Linked DNA regions of Mus musculus: regions 2, 3, 4 and 5 are each linked to region 1. Evidence: chromatin contacts called from public Hi-C and promoter capture Hi-C data. All regions are on one chromosome and are shown on one strand. The core of a region is the stretch at or near the end of the contact, and the rest is flanking DNA. Distances in the headings are between cores, read along the strand shown. Region 1 holds the start of Fth1 (ferritin heavy polypeptide 1). Region 2 holds the start of Ubxn1 (UBX domain protein 1). Region 3 holds the start of Gng3 (guanine nucleotide binding protein (G protein), gamma 3). Region 4 holds the start of B3gat3 (beta-1,3-glucuronyltransferase 3 (glucuronosyltransferase I)). Region 5 holds the start of AW112010 (expressed sequence AW112010).

What was found. Promoter capture Hi-C pulls out the DNA fragments that hold promoters and counts their contacts. Hi-C and Micro-C count contacts between places; a contact is called where the count stands out from the background.
Region 2: a Hi-C map of B cells shows a contact between it and region 1, with 9 read pairs. A contact is called at or near these places in 3 of 39 promoter capture datasets (the 3T3-L1 cell line, cranial neural crest and embryonic stem cells), 1 of 484 Hi-C or Micro-C datasets (B cells), 10 of 130 datasets of targeted methods (the NIH/3T3 cell line, acute myeloid leukemia, astrocytes and 4 more) and 2 of 9 other capture datasets (embryonic stem cells and macrophages).
Region 3: a promoter capture Hi-C map of pre-B cells shows a contact between it and region 1, with 2.6 times the contacts expected there. A contact is called at or near these places in 17 of 39 promoter capture datasets (the 3T3-L1 cell line, 3T3-L1-derived adipocytes, the C10 cell line and 12 more), 1 of 484 Hi-C or Micro-C datasets (B cells), 8 of 130 datasets of targeted methods (the 230-238 cell line, the NIH/3T3 cell line, T-cell acute lymphoblastic leukemia and 5 more) and 2 of 9 other capture datasets (adipose tissue and embryonic stem cells).
Region 4: a contact with region 1 is called in a Hi-C map of the 63-12 cell line, with 5 times the contacts expected there. A contact is called at or near these places in 2 of 39 promoter capture datasets (the 3T3-L1 cell line and cranial neural crest), 1 of 484 Hi-C or Micro-C datasets (the 63-12 cell line) and 4 of 130 datasets of targeted methods (astrocytes, large pre-B cells, pancreatic cancer cells and 1 more).
Region 5: a contact with region 1 is called in a promoter capture Hi-C map of liver, with 2.2 times the contacts expected there. A contact is called at or near these places in 3 of 39 promoter capture datasets (frontonasal cranial neural crest and liver) and 1 of 130 datasets of targeted methods (pancreatic cancer cells).

Annotation. Positions count from the first base shown.
Region 1 is chr19:9,981,175-9,984,874 of GRCm38.p6, forward strand. It overlaps Fth1 (ferritin heavy polypeptide 1), which reads left to right and starts at 1,472. Exons shown (of 4, transcript NM_010239.2): 1 at 1,472-1,809; 2 at 3,007-3,153; 3 at 3,386-3,511; 4 at 3,607-3,700. The coding sequence starts at 1,696.
Region 2 is chr19:8,869,687-8,873,188 of GRCm38.p6, forward strand. It overlaps Ubxn1 (UBX domain protein 1), which reads left to right and starts at 1,862. Exons shown (of 9, transcript NM_001362044.1): 1 at 1,862-2,070; 2 at 2,173-2,226; 3 at 2,322-2,428; 4 at 2,532-2,601. The coding sequence starts at 2,012.
Region 3 is chr19:8,837,779-8,841,434 of GRCm38.p6, forward strand. It overlaps Gng3 (guanine nucleotide binding protein (G protein), gamma 3), which reads right to left and starts at 1,468. Exons shown (of 3, transcript NM_010316.3): 1 at 1,213-1,468; 2 at 776-875; 3 at 1-493. The coding sequence starts at 874. The coding sequence ends at 365. It overlaps Bscl2 (Berardinelli-Seip congenital lipodystrophy 2 (seipin)), which reads left to right. Exons shown (of 12, transcript NM_001136064.3): 1 at 1-86; 2 at 1,798-2,006; 3 at 3,330-3,646. The coding sequence starts at 1,932.
Region 4 is chr19:8,918,665-8,922,292 of GRCm38.p6, forward strand. B3gat3 (beta-1,3-glucuronyltransferase 3 (glucuronosyltransferase I)) reads left to right here and starts at 1,729. Exons shown (of 5, transcript NM_024256.2): 1 at 1,729-1,984; 2 at 3,142-3,316. The coding sequence starts at 1,903. Gm36629 (a long non-coding RNA gene) reads right to left here and starts at 3,178. Exons shown (of 3, transcript XR_003952913.1): 1 at 3,086-3,178; 2 at 2,945-2,996; 3 at 1-2,653.
Region 5 is chr19:11,048,655-11,052,352 of GRCm38.p6, forward strand. It overlaps AW112010 (expressed sequence AW112010), which reads right to left and starts at 1,912. Exons shown (of 3, transcript NR_102366.1): 1 at 1,734-1,912.

The DNA of each region.
Region 1 (3,700 bases), core at 222-2,721:
AACAAACACACTTTCCTTAAGGTTCCTTGAACAAGGGAAGCATTCCCATGCCTGCCCATTTGCTATTCCCTCTACTTAGAACTCCTTTCCCCACCTCCCTCCTCCACTTTCCAAAGGGAATTTGTTCATCAACTTTAGCTCAGCATCAGTCTCCTAGGGCCATCGTCCTGAAGTCTGACTCCAGGATATTTATCCAGAAGCATCCTGCAGCTAGATTACCACTGAAATCTTTCCTGAAAAGAACATATATAACGTGTAGTTTTAAAAGACTAAGTACTAGTAATGTATTTCAGTAGACGTACCTTAAAAGGGGGGAAGAGGGTTATAATCCCAGCTCTCTGACGAACCAGCCTGGCTTACACAGAGAGTCCCTGGCCAGTCTGGGTTACTGATCCAGTAACTTTGTCAATCTTGCTTCAAAACAATAACAACAAAATCGAAGTCCAACTTCCAGTTTTGAGAATATGAACAGCATCTGCTGGTTCTCCACCTGTGTTAAAGACTAGACAAGGCTGAGCACAAGTGGATGTGGATGGCAGGGCCTAGCAAGACGCAGTGGCTAATCTCTAGTTCTGCTTGCTATCCAAGAATTCGCACCCATTTTGAAGCTGGGCCACAGCTACAAGATAGACACAGTTGGCTTGTCCCTCTGCAGTTTCCTGCACCTGTCACCTGCCATTCTGCAAGCATCAACTTCACTCCAAGGACAAACCCAAAGGTTACTGAGAAAGATAAAGGAGACCATTTTGAAACAGACACACGTAGGTCACTTCTTTACTTTTCTAATCCAGAGACGTCTCTTAATTTCAAGCATCACCAGGGGCTTTCTCAGAAACCTAAATGGTTTGGCCCCAGGATTGCCCTATAGACAGACGGCTGTTGTCCTGCTCTAAGGAGAAATGCGCCTTCTTAGCCTTTGTTTTTTCAACTGTTCTCAGAGCCATGTTTGCCTTAGCAAAAAGCCGGGGTTGCTTGAGTCAGAAGAACAGGGTAGACCCTAACCTCCTCGCCAATAGTTCCCCTACTCCTCCTCTGAGCTTCTCTCCACAGATTCTGAAGGAGGGAAAGCCGCTCTTTCCCAGTCCAACTTATATGTCGTTCGCCATTTACAGCGCCACGCTTCCATTTTCCTATTTGTAAGACGAAGTCGCTGTCTGGTGTATGTCACGACTAACAACACGCACTTTGCCTAGAGTTTAGGGATATCCTGTGAGAATTGAAAATCATCCTCATCGGTACCCTCTGTGCCCATCTGGGACCCAGATGCCTCTGCAGTACGGCTAGATCCAACTACGCCCGCCCCGGGCCACAGAAACAGCGCGCTTGTTGCCAGGCACCGCTCTTGCAGAAGCTCAGAGCCCCTTGCGTCGCCTCACACTCACACAGGCTCCTCCCCGCCCGCGCCCTGCGGGTTTGGGCAACACGCCCACAGGAAGAGGCGGGGCGGCGCGGCCCGCTGCGCTGATTGGCCAGCGCTCGCCTGACGCAGGATCCCGCTATAAGTGCGGCCCGCTGTCCCCTCCTGCGCCAGACGTTCTCGCCCAGAGTCGCCGCGGTTTCCTGCTTCAACAGTGCTTGAACGGAACCCGGTGCTCGACCCCTCCGACCCCCGCCGGCCGCTTCGAGCCTGAGCCCTTTGCAACTTCGTCGTTCCGCCGCTCCAGCGTCGCCACCGCGCCTCGCCCCGCCGCCACCATGACCACCGCGTCTCCCTCGCAAGTGCGCCAGAACTACCACCAGGACGCGGAGGCTGCCATCAACCGCCAGATCAACCTGGAGTTGTATGCCTCCTACGTCTATCTGTCTATGGTGAGTGCGGCCTCCTCAGGGCCACTTGGGGAGCCGGCGGAGGGTGGGTCGGGGCGTGGCCTGCTGCGGGCTTCCCCGCCTTCCAGCGCCCTTCTGGAAAATGGAGTTTGTTCGGGGTTCTTTCCTAAGGCAGGCAGCCCTGCCGTGGCAAGTCTGAGCACATAGCACCTTGTGGCTCCTGCATAGATCAGGCATGTCATTACACCACTTTTTTTTGAAGCCTTAGGGCAGTACGACTGTCAGCCTGGCCAATCAACCCTGCAGTTAGGTGCATTTTCTGCACGCTCGTCCCCTCCGATCACGTGGCCTACAAGCTTCTCTGTTTGGTTATGCATCCTGCTCCAGTTCCTCCTGGAGTATGGCGGGTCTGCTTGGTCATGGTGTCGAGTGGCAGCCTTGGGGCCTGGTGTAAAGAGGCTTATCTCTTGTGAGCTTACTCTTGTCCCCTTCAAAGCAGCCGCCTCCACCTCTCTGCTTATCACAGAGCCTCACTTGCATTGAAACTTATCGCTAGGAATCTCCCCTTCTGTAGTTATCAGTGTCACCCCGACCTTGCATTTACAAGGCATCATGTTACTGTATTTTTCTTATTTTGCATGAGTGTGGCTTACTAACAAGTGGTAGGTACATACTTGTTGGGAAAAGCCTGCTATCAATTGCTGGACAAGGAAGTTTTCCATGTAATAGTTTCTGAAAAACAGGTTTGGGGAAGGCCTGGACTTTGAAACAGGTCCAACTTCTGTGGCTGTCATTCCTGGAATATGAATACACTGAGTGCTTAAAACTGAAAATCAAAGCTTCTCCTAATATATTTGTGCTAAAATGCAATGCCCTCAATTGTTAACAGGGCATGATGCATTAATTTTATAAATCAGTGGTTGTTTGTAGAGCTGGAAGCCTTGTGACCTTGTGTTAGCTACTTTTTACATGATTGGTGAAGGAGGAGAAAAATGGCCTCCCAATGCAGGATACTCTAGCACCCTACCTCTTAGACAAGTAGATTTGGGCTTGGCTTAAATTTTTTTCTCTGCACTAATACCGAGCCGTAGAACACTTGATAAAGCCAAGTCCCAAGGTTTGCCTTCCCATCCTTACTGAACTTTTAAAAGGCCGAGTAGGATGGCTCACAGCCTTTGCATACAGCCATTGCGGTGCCTTGCAGTGGAGATCAGTAACATGTACCCTTTCCACTTTCAGTCTTGTTATTTTGACCGAGATGATGTGGCTCTGAAGAACTTTGCCAAATACTTTCTCCACCAATCTCATGAGGAGAGGGAGCATGCCGAGAAACTGATGAAGCTGCAGAACCAGCGAGGTGGCCGAATCTTCCTGCAGGATATAAAGGTAAGTAGATCCTAGGGGTGCCCTAAATGAGCGGTTAGACTTTATTCAGGAAATGATGGTGCACTGAGGCTTCTGTCCTTGTGTTGTTGGCAAATGGCAGTTGTCGAGCATCCTGCGGTGAAAGCTTAGAGGAAATTGAGGGCAATCCTTTGCCCAGAGCATGATGGCTCAGTGTGAGGTGTTTCCTGGCTTGGGTTGATTGGTAGATGACTTGACCCGATGTTTCATTCAGAAACCAGACCGTGATGACTGGGAGAGCGGGCTGAATGCAATGGAGTGTGCACTGCACTTGGAAAAGAGTGTGAATCAGTCACTACTGGAACTGCACAAACTGGCTACTGACAAGAATGATCCCCACGTGAGTATCGGAAACGTGGGATGAGTGGAGGAGATGATTTGCCGCAGGACTTGGGAGAGCTGACCAGTAACTTTGTCCCATGTTCTCTTTCCTAGTTATGTGACTTCATTGAGACGTATTATCTGAGTGAACAGGTGAAATCCATTAAAGAACTGGGTGACCACGTGACCAACTTACGCAAGATGGGTG
Region 2 (3,502 bases), core at 612-3,111, 1.1 Mb before region 1:
AGTATGAATTATCTATGGCTCCTGATAAACACTGCTGTACACCTTGATTTCAAAAGTTGTTTTGGGAGAGGGGATAGATGGGAGACAGGGTCTTACTATGTGAATCTGACTGTCCTGGAATTCCCTCTGTAGACCATACGGCCTTGAGCTCAGAGTTCAACTGCCTTTGTCACCCAAGTACTGGGATCAAAGGTGTGCACTACCACATCCAGCCTCATTTTTCCTTTTAGTTATGATCACATTTATTGACGTATGATGGAAGTGGAGCCTGCATGTCATCCTTGTTGGTTAAGCGTCAGGGGACAAAAGTACTACGTGGAGAAGCAGGTTCTCGTCTTCCAACGAGGGTTGCAGAGATCCAGCTCAGGTGTCTTACCAACTGAACCATCTCAAAGGCCTAAGATTTGGGTTTTTGAGGTCTCATAGAGACCAGGGTATTCTGAAATCAAGATTTAATTTAAGGGCGGCTCAGTGGTTAAGAGCACTGGCTGCTCTTCCGAAGGTCCCGAGTTCAAATCCCAGCAACCATATGGTGGCTCGCAAACATATGCAATGAGACCTGATGCCCTCTTCTGGTGTGTCTGAAAATAGCTACAGTGTACTTACATGGAATAAATATAAATCTTTTTTTAAAAAAAGAAAGGTTTTAAGATAGCTGGGCAAGCCAGGCGTGGTGAGACACCCCTTTAATCCCATCACTCAGGAGGCAGAGGCAGGTGGATTTCTGAGTTCGAGGCCAGCCTCATCTACAAAGTGAGTTCCAGGACAGCCAGGGCTACACAGAGAAACCCTGTCTCGAAAAACCAAAAACGAAAAAAAAAAAAAAAAAAAAAAAAAAAAAAAAGATAGCTGGGCAAGATGTTTCTGGCCTTTGATCCCTGCACTCTGGATGGCAGAGGCAGACTGATATTTGAGTTTGAGATCAGTCTCTAAAGCCAGATCCATTTAGAAAGTTCCAGAACAGCCAAGGCTTCATAATGAGATCTTGTCTCAAAAAACAAAGACAGTGATAACAATGATGATGAACATAGACTCAAGCATGCTAGACCAAATCACCACTAGACCTACTCCCTAGACTCTGATAAATAACTTACTAATAATATATATAAGAGTTATTCTCCTCCCAACTTCTTTTACATACATCACCGATGGGTGTGGTGGCACACAACTTTAGTCCTGGCACTTGGAAGACTGAGGCAGGCAGATTTTTCTGAGTTTGAGGCCTGTCTGGTCTTGGTGCCAAAAGACAGAAAGAGAAGTAAAAGAGAAAACGGAAAATTAAAAAATGCAAGGAGGTGGTGGCGACACACTCTGATCCCAGTACTGCGCTCCGGAGGCAGAGGCAAGTGGATCTCATTGGATTGCAGGCCAGCCTGGTCTACAGCGCGAGTTCCAGGACAGCCAGGACTATGCAGAGAAATCCTGTCTCAAAACACCAAAAGGAAAGAAAGAGAGAGAAAGACAGAAAGAGAGGGAGAGAGAGATAAACTTTTACTGTTTATCATGAACGCCCCGACTCGTGTGCTTAGGTCAGAGGACAACTAACAGGAATCCTTTTTCCTCTGTGCTCAACCTCGTGGGTCTTAGGAATCGAACTCACATAATTAGGCTTGAAGGCAGGTGCTTTTACCCGCCGATCCATAGCCAGGCTCTCTTTTAGAATCCTAAAAGCCTGCAAACCGGCTCAAGCCTGTCTGGAGCTTCTTCCCCGTGGGTGGGTCTCCTTCCTGTCAGTTGTCCCTCCTCAAAGTCCCCGCCCACCAGGAAGGACATTTCTGGCTCTCTTCGGCACCCGTCCACCCTGCCTCCACGTGACACAAACAGACCGGGCACTTCCGCTTCCCCTCCGCTCTCCCCACTCACTGTCTACTCCCCCCTCGTCCCTGGGTCTCCCGCCCCGTGAGTTAGCGAGCGCCGGGAGGGCGGCGTCGCGGGCGGAGTCGCCCCGGGCTGACCCTTGCGGTCTTCCTTCTGGTCCCCGCAGGTCCCCGCGGAGGCGGAGGCGGGCGCCATGGCGGAGCTGACGGCTCTGGAGAGCCTCATCGAGATGGGCTTTCCCAGGGGACGCGCGTAAGGGAGCCTCCCCCTAGCCGGTGGTGGGAGGCCGCGGGCCTGGCCGGCCTGACTGTCACCATGGCTGGTGGGCGCTATTCACGGTGTTTCTGCCCCCAGGGAGAAGGCTCTGGCCCTCACAGGGAACCAGGGCATCGAGGCTGCGATGGATTGGTGAGCGGGCGACCCGCACGGGTGGCGGGAGTTTGGGAGCCGCTGGGCAAGGTGGCCTCCAGGCTAACCAACCCCTGCCTACTTTCTCCGCGCAGGCTGATGGAGCATGAAGACGACCCCGATGTGGATGAGCCTCTGGAGACTCCCCTCAGCCATGTCCTGGGACGAGAACCCACGCCCTCAGAGCAAGTTGGCCCTGAAGGTCCTGACTGGGAGACATCTTGTGATTCTAGAGACCTTGAAAGGGCCCCGAGAAAATCAGAATGATCTTATTCTAAATACTAATCCTGGTTGCTTGTTTGCAGGCTCTGGGTCTGCTGCTGGAGAAAGCAGACCCATTTTGACTGAAGAGGAGAGACAAGAACAGACCAAGAGGTGACTGGCAAGTTCAGTGTGTGTGTGTGTGTGTGTGTTTTGTTTGGAGTCTGCCTAACTCTTGCCCAGGCTGAACTCCGGATCCTCCTGCCTCCGCCTCCAGAGTGCTGAGATGTGGCCTTCACTGTGCCTTGCATTATTTTTTTGAGACGCAGTCCAGCTGTGTACCTCAGGCTGCGCTGGAACCCCGTATGCGGCCTAGGCTAAATTCGAAGCCACATTCTTCTAGTGCTGGGATTACAGGCCTGGGCCACCATAGCCCAGTGACACACTTTACCAAGGGTCATGGGTCATCTTCCTTCCTCTCAAATACAAACAAGTCTGATCATAGAACCTGACCTTTCCGGTTTTGAGGGTGTGCTGCAAGTCACCAGGAAACATCTCACATAGCTCAGGACTGGTCTCAAACTCCTGTGTGGCTGCAGATTCCCCTGAAATCCCAACTCTCTTGCCTCTCCTTTGCAAATGCAGGGATTATAGATATGCATCACTATGCCCTTTCTTTAAAAACAAAACCAACAACAACAATAAGAAAAACCCACGCTGGGCGTGGTGGTGCACGCCTTTAATCCCAGCACTCGGAGGCAGAGGCAGGCGGATTTCTGAGTTCGAGGCCAGCCTGGTCTACAAGGTGAGCTCCAGGACAGCCAGGGCTAAACAGAAAAACCAAAAAAAAAAAAAAAGAAAGAAAGAAAGAAAAACCCACAAGGGTCTATGCATGATATATTGTGCTCTACCTTTAAACTACACTTTTTTTTTTTTTTTTTTGGCTTTGTTCTGTTTTTTTTTTTTTCTTCAAGCCAAGAGTCTCTATCCCTGACTGTCCTGGAACTGGCTCTGTAGACCAGGCTGGCCTCAAACTTGAGATTTACCTGTCTCTGCCTTCTGAACACTGAGAATA
Region 3 (3,656 bases), core at 218-2,717, 1.1 Mb before region 1:
TTTCCCAAGAACGCTAACACAGACGTTGTCCTCTGAGGCTCTGAATGACTTTATTCTTCAAATGCCTTTACCTTTCATAGCTCCAGGTGAGCACCCGGGCATCCCCCTCTCCATTGCCTGAACGGATGGATCACCGAGGGAAACAGGCAGGATTTTGGCAGTTTAGCGGGGTCCCTTTATAGATAGAGTAGAAGGTGCTTGGAGTTAGCCTGAAAGGGTGAGGAGATGGGGTAGACATGGGTAAGGAGGGCCTTGTGCTTCAAATAATCTCCGGGTAAATGCGGGTAGAAGTGATCTACTACAATTTCCAATCTAAGGGCGGGTCTGGGAGGGGGCGATGAGTTCAGAGGAGGTCCACCGCTCTTCAGAGGAGCGCACAGAAGAACTTCTTCTCCCGGAAGGGGTTCTCGGAAGTGGGCACAGGAGTGATGAGGGGGTCCTCACAAGCGTGGGCATCACAGTATGTCATCAGGTCTGCTGCTGCCTTGGACACCTGGAACCCAGCCAGGAAGGGATACATTAACCAGAATTCCTGAAAGGGACTGCAGTTCTCTTCTCCAATAGACTATCTTTTTGTTTCTAGTGCCCTTTGAGACAGCCCTCTCCCCCAACGCCAGTCCTCGGGAACAACTTTGCTGACAAAGCCCAGTTTCTGCCACTGACCTCAGGGTGTCAAGAAAAGAAGCATCTTTTCTTGGGGGGAGGGGGGAGGGGAGGGTATTGCAAACCCACAGCTGAGCCCTGAAGGGCTGATGGGAGCCAGGGTCGCACCCACCTTTATCCGGCACAAGCTGGCCTCAATCTTAAGCTGTTCCACCATCTTGCGTGCTTGACCAATACTCATAGTGCTGTTAACGGGGGTCTCCCCTTTCATCCTGGAGTAAAGACAGTCAGCTGAAACACTCAGCTCTTCACAACCACACACCTGGGATTGTGCCCCCATTCTCCAGTGGCCATCCCAGGTTTTTTTTTCTTTCTTTTTTTTTTTTTTTTTTAAGTAGGGAGAATGGAGAAGATAAAATGAAATATTCTCCTAACCCCTGGGTCCTGGTCATCAAATTATACAAACGATTTAAGGATTTTAAGTCTTTGAGCCAAATATGTTACCAGCAATGAAAGCCTCAGTCAGAAAGAGCCCCACCCTGATGAAATCACATCAGCCACCTGTCCCCCCTCAAGCCCTGAAGAGAAAAAAAGCTGCTTTCTACTCACCTGAAGTAACAGCAGCGGCAGCCAGGGATGTAGGGTCAGTGGGGAGGGGGCACCAAACCCTGCCTCAGATAGGTGCCCCACCCTGCCAGGACTTGGAGCTAAAAATATCCGTAGCACTGACAGTTAATGCAGAGAAGGTCACTAGAGATGCTCAGACGAGATCCTTGGAGGGGTGGTCTCAGTCTCCACAGCTTAAGTTCTGCCCAGATGGCTGGTACCTGAAGGATGAAGGATGCTAGAAGGAGCTGCTGATTCTGGCGCATACCAACTGCCTGGACAGTGGGGGAGTCAGTCTGCTGTTTGCATCCCCTGTGCACACCCTCACTGCTGCTCTCTCACTACCTGCCCCTGCCATTGTACAAGTCCTTAGTCTAAACTAGATAGCTCCCCAAAGGGCCTGAGGCAGAAGCAGGCTCCCCTCTCAAATGGGGTGGTCTGGGCCTGTGACAGCCCCTGCATTAGAGTCTGTCCCCACTGCGGAAGACCCTGCTCATTTGAAAGTCTGACATCAGCTGGGCTGCTGCTCCCCCACCCCCACCCCCACCCTGACACAGCACTTAGCACCTGAATCTTGGTTTCTTTCAGTGACCCACCGTTCTTCAGAGCTAGGAAAATGTAACACTCTACAGGTGATCAGCTTCTAGATCACCACTTTCTACCACGTGAGTGACGCGAGCTGGGAGACCCAGAGGTAACCCATCAGGAAGATAGCTAAAGAAATGATACATCAAAGAAGAGAAGCTGGGGCAAGAGAGACATGCAGAGACCAGATCAAAGGATCAGACAAAGACGAGGTAAGGCACCTTGCCACGAGAGTTAGTGTGAATGTTGTGAACACAGGTGGGCTTCTCGGAGTGGGGAGTAGGGTGGCAAGAGTTGGCACTGGGGAAATAGGGAATCGATTGGAAATTTTTCATGTAATTTGAGTGGATTACTACTATTCAAAAAGATGTGCATTGGCCTTGCCTCCTGGAGGACGTTATCCAGACGATGCCACCATCAGAAATCTAGTCTCATGGTTTTTTGTAGGGATTTTGAGGTTGGCTGCATCACGTGGGTCACAGAAGGTCAATCACGCAGCATAAAAACTGGAGACTGAAAGGGGTTGAAATGCCGCCACGCTTGACTAGCGGACGGCACCATCTGCGCACACAACACACAAGATTCAGATTCTGGCAGGGTGCAAGGCTCTCTGAGCTCCAGTTGGACTCCTACAGGCCCAAGGAACTCTACTGAATTTACAAAAAACAAACAAACAAAACAAAACAAAACAAAATCAGCATTTATTTCACACCTCCATTCAATCACACTGAAAAGACAGGTGGTAAAGGTATGGGCAGAGGGTTGTGGTTGAGGCCTGGAAAGGAGGACCAAGGAGTCCCAGACTGCGTTGGAGATTATAATGGGTCCTTTGGTCACTTAACTAAAGTGTAATGGGCAGAGACACTGGGGAGCAAAGCATTTTACAGGCTCTGCCCTCTATGCAAGGCTCAGCCCCTGTAGGCGATTGACAGTTGGGCGGGGCTTCCTCGGCAGCCGGAACTGCCTTCTGTATATTGCCTGGGCAGCGAGAGGCCGGTGAGTCTGCCTCGCCGCGGTGGCGATCTGGTGTACACCGCATTACCCCAGGGGTGGGCGCCGCAGCGTCGGCCACAGGGTGCTGTGCGGGGGTAGGGGTCACTTCCTCCGTGAGCGAGCACAGGTCCAGGCAGAGGAAAGAAACTCTTGGGAGGCAATTTTGACTGCTCTAAGGCTGCTGGCTTTGAGCCAGACTGGCCGGCTGTGCAACCTTAGGCAAGTCACTCACCTCCTTGCAAACCTCTGGCATTTTGGATCCATGTCATCTGGGTTTCGAGAGAGATTTAAAGGCCTCGTTCTCTGTACGTTATACTTCTGTGAATGTATCAAGGAGGTTTGTCCCAGGCTCCCGAAACTGGAGGAAGAGGCTGGAAGCACACTCAGTGGAGGGAGGTGAAGGAGTAATTGGAAGAGAAGCGCATGTGAAGCAATGACTTTGCTTTGCCCTGCTACCTCTAGTTTTCAAAGCCAGTTGAATAAGCTTTTTTGTCTCCAGCTACCCTGGAAAAGAAACTGTCTTTTCCCTTCTCTTTCTCCAGGAACCTTCAGCTGCCCTATCCCATGGCCAAGGGTATCGTCCCTGTGGAAGACCAGCCAGGAACTCAAAGCCTGAGGCTGGGGCCAGACCCCCTGCTGTCCCCATCATGGTCAATGACCCACCAGTCCCCGCCTTACTGTGGGCCCAGGAAGTGGGCCACGTCTTGGCAGGCCGTGCCCGCAGGCTGATGCTGCAGTTTGGGGTGCTCTTCTGCACCATCCTTCTTTTGCTTTGGGTGTCTGTGTTCCTCTATGGCTCCTTCTACTACTCCTACATGCCGACGGTCAGCCACCTCAGCCCTGTGCACTTCCACTACAGGTGAGAAGGC
Region 4 (3,628 bases), core at 479-2,978, 1.1 Mb before region 1:
TGTGTAATAGGACAGGGTTCCAGGTAGCCTAGGCTGACTATATTTCTTTTCTCCCTTTCCCTTTCTTCCTTTCTTTCTTTCTTTCTTTCTTTCTTTCTTTCTTTCTTTCTTTCTTTCTTTCTTTCTTTCTTCCTTTCTTCCTTTCTTCCTTTCTTCCTTTCTTCCTTTCTTCCTTTCTTCCTTTCTTCCTTTCTTCCTTTCTTCCTTTCTTTCTTTTTTGAGACAGGGTTTCTCTGTATAGCTCTGGCTGTCCTGGAACTCACTCTGTAGACCAAGCTAGAACTCTGAAATCTACCTGCCTCTGCCTCCCAAGTGCTGAGATTAAAGGCGTGTGCCACCATTGCCATGCTGACCATCTTGAGATATAGTGGAGTTTACCTCCACTTTCAATGTTGTCCAGGAATTGCGGACATGTACCACTACCCCAGGTTTTTTTGGTGATAGAAACTAGTGCACATGCTGGCCAGTGGTGGTGTATGCCCCTTAAATCCCAGCAGAGGTAGACAGATCTCTTGAGTTTGCCTAGCTAGCAAAGTGAGTTCCAGAACAGTCAGGGTGGTTAAATAGAGAAACTGAAACCTTGTTTTGGGCGGGGATGGGGGTTTGGGGGTAGGGGTGGGACAAAGAAAAACTGCATATTAGACAAGCTACTTCCTGGACTAAATATGTAAATTGTTACATATCCGTGAATAAAGTATCATTGTTGTAGTGTAGACTTGGTACCCACTTTTAGCTCTGTAGTCACTTGCTGAAGAGAGGTGACCCTGAAGAAACTACAGCTCGTGGAGCGGAAAATCTAGAAGGAACTTTTAAAAATTGTCCCATGGTAATGACATAATTTTGGCCTAAAATTGGAAGGCTGATGAGATGGTTCAACAGTTAGAGCACCAAACCTGAGGTCCCAAGGCTAAAACTCCAAAGTCCTCTGGTCCTCACGAACATGTGTAACTGTTTTCAAATCCTATTTTTAATGATGATTCTTAAACACTTTAACCTCCCTTGTAGTCCACCACCCACCAGAGGTTGTGGAAAATGAAAGATACGGGGGATGTGGACATGTTTAGAAAGATTCTTTGGAGTAGCTTTTGTCTGTTGTCTGGAAATCTGCAGTTCACTTCACAGGCTAGCAGTGGCAGCTTGATCCACTCAGACATTTCATGAATCTATCAGCAGTTCAGTTCGGTAGAGTAGGGATAGCGAACACGAAGCAGCGGTGGCACAACCTAACAGACAACCAGGACAATCAGCACAAAGCAGGAGGGACCAGCAGGAATGCCATTAGAAAACATTTACATCACAACTCCTAACGGCAAAATTACAGTTTTGAAGTAGCAACAAAATGAATTTTATGATGGGGAGGATGCCAAATCATGAGGAACTGTATTAGAGGGTCCCAGTATTAGGAAGATTGAGAATCACTGGAAACGACCTAGCCAAGCACCTGGTGCGTTTTAGATTTCACTCATTGGTTGAACAAGTAATGAACAACCGTTTCTTTAAGCAGCCAATGCTGAGGCTGAAGGATGGTTGAGTGAGTCTAGAAAACTCAGTGACAAGGGTGGAGCTTGTGCTCAATTGGGAGCTTCAAGATGATTATAGAGCTAGGCCACACAAGCTCTTGGTCAGCCTGCCACGACCGCTTGACCCAGCGGATATAGCGTCAACGCCCTGAATGGCCTACCAGGAGGCGGGACCGGAAGCTGCCTGTGGGAGGGACGCCACTAGCCGGAAGTGGTCCCAGGTGTCGCTCAGAGTCCCGCGTTCCCGGGAACTAGTAAGGGAGCCTGGGGAAGGCGGGGCGCGGCCCGGGCGGCCGGGGCGGGGCCGGCGGGAGGGCGGAGGGCCGGGCGGACCTGTCCCTGCCGGTCCCGGTGGACCCCGCCTGCCCCGGTGGCACCGGCCATGAAGCTGAAGCTGAAGAACGTGTTTCTTGCCTACTTCCTGGTGTCGATCGCCGGCCTCCTCTACGCTCTGGTGCAGCTCGGTGAGCGGGGCGGGGCGGGGCGGTGTGCGGAGGGCCGGCCCAAGGCGCTGGGGATGAGACCCGCAGACAGCGGCTTCCCGCTCGCTCAGCCCTCGGGACAGCCCTCGGTGACCCCTTGTGTAGAACTCTCGGCAGTCTGCAACTCCGCGGATACCGGTCAAGCCCCAAATGACCCCGCCGCCGCCAAGCAACCTATTTTCCACCCTCCCCTTGCTCTGCCTCTCAGACCGGCTTGCTGATAGGTTTTTGAGAACCCCCTGGTTCATTGTCCCCTCCAGCTTTTGACCAGCTGTGCTCTCCCCACCTCCAGGCCATCTATTTCTCATCCTGGTTTTAGGCCAGATGTCACATCAGGACTTCCCTGACCACCTTAGCTCAAGTAACCCTTATTAGTCTTGATCTCTTTTAATTTTCTAAGTGGCCCATATCACAATTTGTAATGACTTTATTAGTGTCTACCTCTTCCACTAAAGTAGCTAGGGAGTAGGGACTGCCCCCCCCTTTTATTCAATAAATATTTGTCGTGTAATGGAATCTGTGAACTTACTGACAAGTCAGTGGTCACGTGACCACGGAGCGCCTTGAATCCAGCCTTTTATGTGGGAGCTTGGTAAACGCTTTTCAGGTAGTGCCATTACAGGAGAGCCTCTAGTTCAGACTGTTATATTCCTTATGTGTGGAAGGTAAAATTAGGATCAGAAGGTAGAAAGGACAGAAAGGCTGACAGATAATCGTCGAAATGTACTAGTGAAAATAGTGGCAGGGCTGAGGGTGTAGCACAGTGGTAGAACACTCACAAGTGTAAGGCCCTGGGTTGGAGCCCCAGCAAAGAAAAATAGAGTGACAGATGGAACTGGTTAAAATTGAAGAGTTGAATGTTGTGGCACACCGTTTGGGAAACAGGTCAGTGGGTTAAAGGTCTGAGGTCAGTCAGCTTGGAGCCATTATAGCAAGACCTACCTTAAAACAGTAACACAGTAACAGTGAAAGGTGAAGAGTCTCTGACACCATTCTAAAAAAAAAAAAAAAAGCAAGTTACAAGGGAATTTCTGTATTGGCTAGGAATTAAAAAGAATTGGCCTGGGTTTTTGAACTACTTACTATCCTGTGGTTCTCTGTCACAACTTGCTCACCCTGTTGGTGCTTCCTGGTACCAGGCCAGCCTTGCGACTGCCTCCCTCCGCTTCGAGCTGCAGCTGAGCAGCTTCGGCAGAAGGACCTGAGGATATCCCAGTTGCAAGCTGATCTCCGTCGCCCACCCCCTGTCCCAGCCCAGCCCCCTGAACCTGAGGCCCTGCCTACTATCTATGTCATTACCCCCACCTACGCCAGGTACGGCTCTGGTACACTCAGGAGCTCTGTATTGAACAGGAAGAGGGTTAATGATGAATCTGGGGAGGCACTGAAGTATGGGGTGATGCTTAAACTAGAGCTTGCCAAATGTTATGAAAAGTGATCCGCATCTTTAGTCAGGTTTGTGGGAAAATGTCTTTTTCCTTTAAAAATAGACAAAGGAGTATTAGGAAGTAGATTACCGAGTTATTGCAAAACTTTAACGACAATTAAGTGTGAAAGAAAATTTGAGCTTGCCATTGAATGAACTCTTCTTAGGAATCTTTTGGTTAGACTGTCTCAAAGCTAACA
Region 5 (3,698 bases), core at 662-3,161, 1.1 Mb after region 1:
AGGAAGCCTTAAGGGTGTGTTTTGTACTGGGAGAAGGAAAAGGCTGGGAGCCTGTTACCTTCCAGAAAGAGACTGCCCACAGTCTGACTACTTTGCAGAAGGGTCTGGAGCTGAGGCAGTGAAGGTGAGTAAGACCACAACTTGATTAGGAAAAACACCCATGGAAGGAGTTACAGAGACAAAGTTTGGAGCTGAGACAAAAGGATGGACCATCTAGAGACTGCCATACCCGGGGATCCATCCCATAATCAGCTTCCAAATGTTGACACCATTGTACACACTAGCAAGATTTTGCTGAAAGGACCCAGATGTAGCTGTCTCTTGTGAGGCTATGCCGGGGCCTAGCAAACACAGAAGTGGATGCTCACAGTCAGCTATTGGATGGATCACAGGGCTCCCAATGGAGGAGCTAGAGAAAGTACCCAAGGAGCTAAAGAGGTCTGCAACCCTATAGGTGGAACAACAATATGAACTAACCAGTACCCCCCCCCGGAGCTCATGTCTCTAGCTGCATATGCATCAGAAGATGGCCTAGTCGGCCATCAGTAGAAAGAGAGGCCCATTGGTCTTGCAAACTTCATATGCCTCAGTGCAGGGGAACGCCAGGGCCAAGAAGAGGGAGTGGGTGGGTAGGGGAGTGTGGGGGGGAGGGTATGGGGGACTTTTGGAATAGCATTGGAAGTGTAAATGAAGAAAATACCTAATTAAAATAAAATAAAAATTAAAAAAAAAAAAAAGAAATTCTTCGCTTTGCATACCTCTGGCTCTTTATTTAAACTCCATGTTAGAAACTGAGTGATAAGCCCAGGTGGGGCCAAGTCACTGGACCCCTTTGCTCTGCTTCTCAATGAAGTCACAATGAATTCATTTTTTTCTACCTTCCACTCTTATTTGTTTAGTTGGCCCATTAAGGACTGGGTAGATGAATCTGGATTGCTTGAGCCTGGACTCTGACCCTGACAATTCTAGGTGCAGTCTGGAGCAAAACAGAGAGGCTCCTCTGGGTAAGAGTAGGATGTGAGGTCATGGACAAGAACAGTCAGAAAAGTGAGATGGTTAAAGGCTAGAGGGGGAAGGCAAAGCTAACATGGAGAGAGCAGGGCCTGTATCAAATGTTTTTTTCTAGGGCAGAGGAAGATTCTAACTACATACAGGGTGCCTCATCTTCAGAAGAGGGTACAGACTCCTGCCATTGTTCTGAGCTTTTAGAGAAAGCTAGATCATTAAAAAGTCTGCTGGGCTGGAACAGAGCTATTTTAAAAGGGGAAGGAATTAAGGCCTCTGCACGTTGAGAAAAAGTCAGTGAAGTGATCCACAACTGAGGAGAAAATCAGAAAGAACTTACACAGGAGGACCCAGGAGAAACTTACGCTTAAGTCCTTTGCTTTGTCCTTTCCAGATATTTCCGTGTGCGTGTGTGTGTGTGTGTGTGTGTGTGTGTGTGTGTGTGTGTATTTCCCGCAGCGCCTGGCTGGCCCTTCATATGCCTACCTAGTGCTGTCTCCTCTCTACATCCCAGGCTTAGAATTGAGTTCTGTGGTGTCAGACAGGAGATACCCACCCCACAAGAACTATATCTTCCTGGAAAAACAGACTTAGAAATAATAACAAACTAAATGCAAGCTTTCAAAGACAGAAGGTGACACTCATTCTCTCCAGTAAGCTGGGATGAGGCCTTCCATGGGCCTTCTTACCCACTATAGATTTCCCCTTACAGATCAAGAGGTACTTACGGGAGACATCTTGCAGCTCAGGTTGTCTGCTAGACTCCTGCTGATCTTCTCTTTGGTTTTTTATATAAAGTTTGAGAATGTCAGTTTCACTTTCCCTTTGAATTGCTTTGGGGCACTATTTGCTAAACAGGAGTGGACTGAAAAACCCCGAGTCTGAGAGAAGTTTACACAATTAGTTGGCCTATCCCACAAACAAACAGGAAGATCTGCAAACACAGCCCAAGAGCCTTTTCCCACTTGGGAAATTCCTTGCTTGGAACACAGTACAGTGTTGCCTGAGACAACTGCTTCATCCTTGGCTATGGAAATAAGCAGACATAATATGATATTTCAATGATTTAAAGCAAATGCTGATTTTTTTTTTTTTTTTTTTTTGGTAAGAGTAACACAAGTACATGGGTCAGTGGATATTCTTCAGGGCTCTCTAGGATGTGGTTTCAGGCAGGACACAGGATTACACTCAAGCGTGTATCTCCTGTGTTTGCATTTTCATCGTGGGTTGTAGGTTAAAGAATTAGCAGATGTGAATACAAGGAGAGTTCACTATTATACTGCCAGAAGCCAGAGGCTAGGAGAAGCCTGGAGGAGACTCTCCTCCCAGTCCTCCTGAAGGATGGAGCCTTGCTGACACCCTGAACTCAGACTTCCTGCCTCCAGAACCAAGGGACAATAGGTTTAATGAGCTCTCCTGTTGGTGCCACCTTGTTATCGTTGCTAAAAAGCCCATAGAGTGTCTGTGAAAGATCTTGTGTAGTGACAGGGAAGCAGTCACTGCTGGCACAGCCAGCTGACTGGTCAGATTGGGAGTAATAGAGGTGACATGGAAATATAAGGAAGAGGAGGCAATCCCCAGCAGAGACAGAAGGCCCCGCTCTCCATAGGGTGTGGTCCTTTGAGTGAGACCCCCCCACCTCATAAATTAAAAGCTTGGTTCCTGGTTGGGAACTGTTTGGGAAGAATTAGGGGGTGTAGCTTTGCTGGAGGAGGTGTGTCCCACTGTGCACATTCTCTCTCTTATTCCCTCTCTCCCTTCCCCCGATCCCCTCTCTTCTTCCTCCGCAGGAAGTACACTCTTAACTACCGCTCCAGTGCCATGCCGGCCTGCTTGATGCCCTGCTTCCCATTATGATGATTGCAGACTGTAACTCTCTGAAACTGTGGGCCTCCAAATTAATTAATTAATAAATAAGTTAATTAATTAAAATCAGTGGCCTTGGTCATATGTCTCTTCAGAGCAATAAAAAACAAAACAAAACACAACAATGAAGATAGGTGGAGGTTATCAAGTTGACTGGCAGGTCAAGAGAGCTGTCACTCAACATTGATCTTGGTCCCTTGCCTCTGAGGAGGAGGAGTGAAGGGCTTTTAGACTGGGTTGTGAGGCTCCAGAATGGAGACCCATTCTCTGTGTCCTAGGGCTCTGAGAGGGTGAGTGTATTCTAACTCAAGGAACTCGGGACATCTTTGCACTTGGAGGAAATCAACTAAAGACTCTGAAAGAGCTTATAAGGATTCCGTTTTTTGATATTTACCACTGAATAAATGAAAGCAGAGATGACTAAGATGTATTTGTTAGTTGTTAGGCTAAAGCTATACATTTCATGTCAGCAGAAATAAGCATCTTTAGTGAAAAAAAAAAACCCTATTTTCCAAAATAAAAATTTAGTAAGAAGAGAATTAGTTTTTAGCAGTTGTGAGGGTGGGGAGGCGAAATATTTTTGCCTCCCCCAACACTAGGTTCACAAGTGAAGCCAGTGTAAAAAAAGACAGAACAAGAGAAAAGTATGCATATCTATACACTGTGATCTCCCCTCCCCTCTCTTTTATTTAAAAGAAAAATTTTGGAAGTACTTTGATTAAAAGACATTATTGCAAGCGTCACTGAAGAGCATTGTATTCTGTTTTAAATTTATTTTATTTTTCATACATGAATACTATATTTATATCATTTCTACCTTGTGCCCT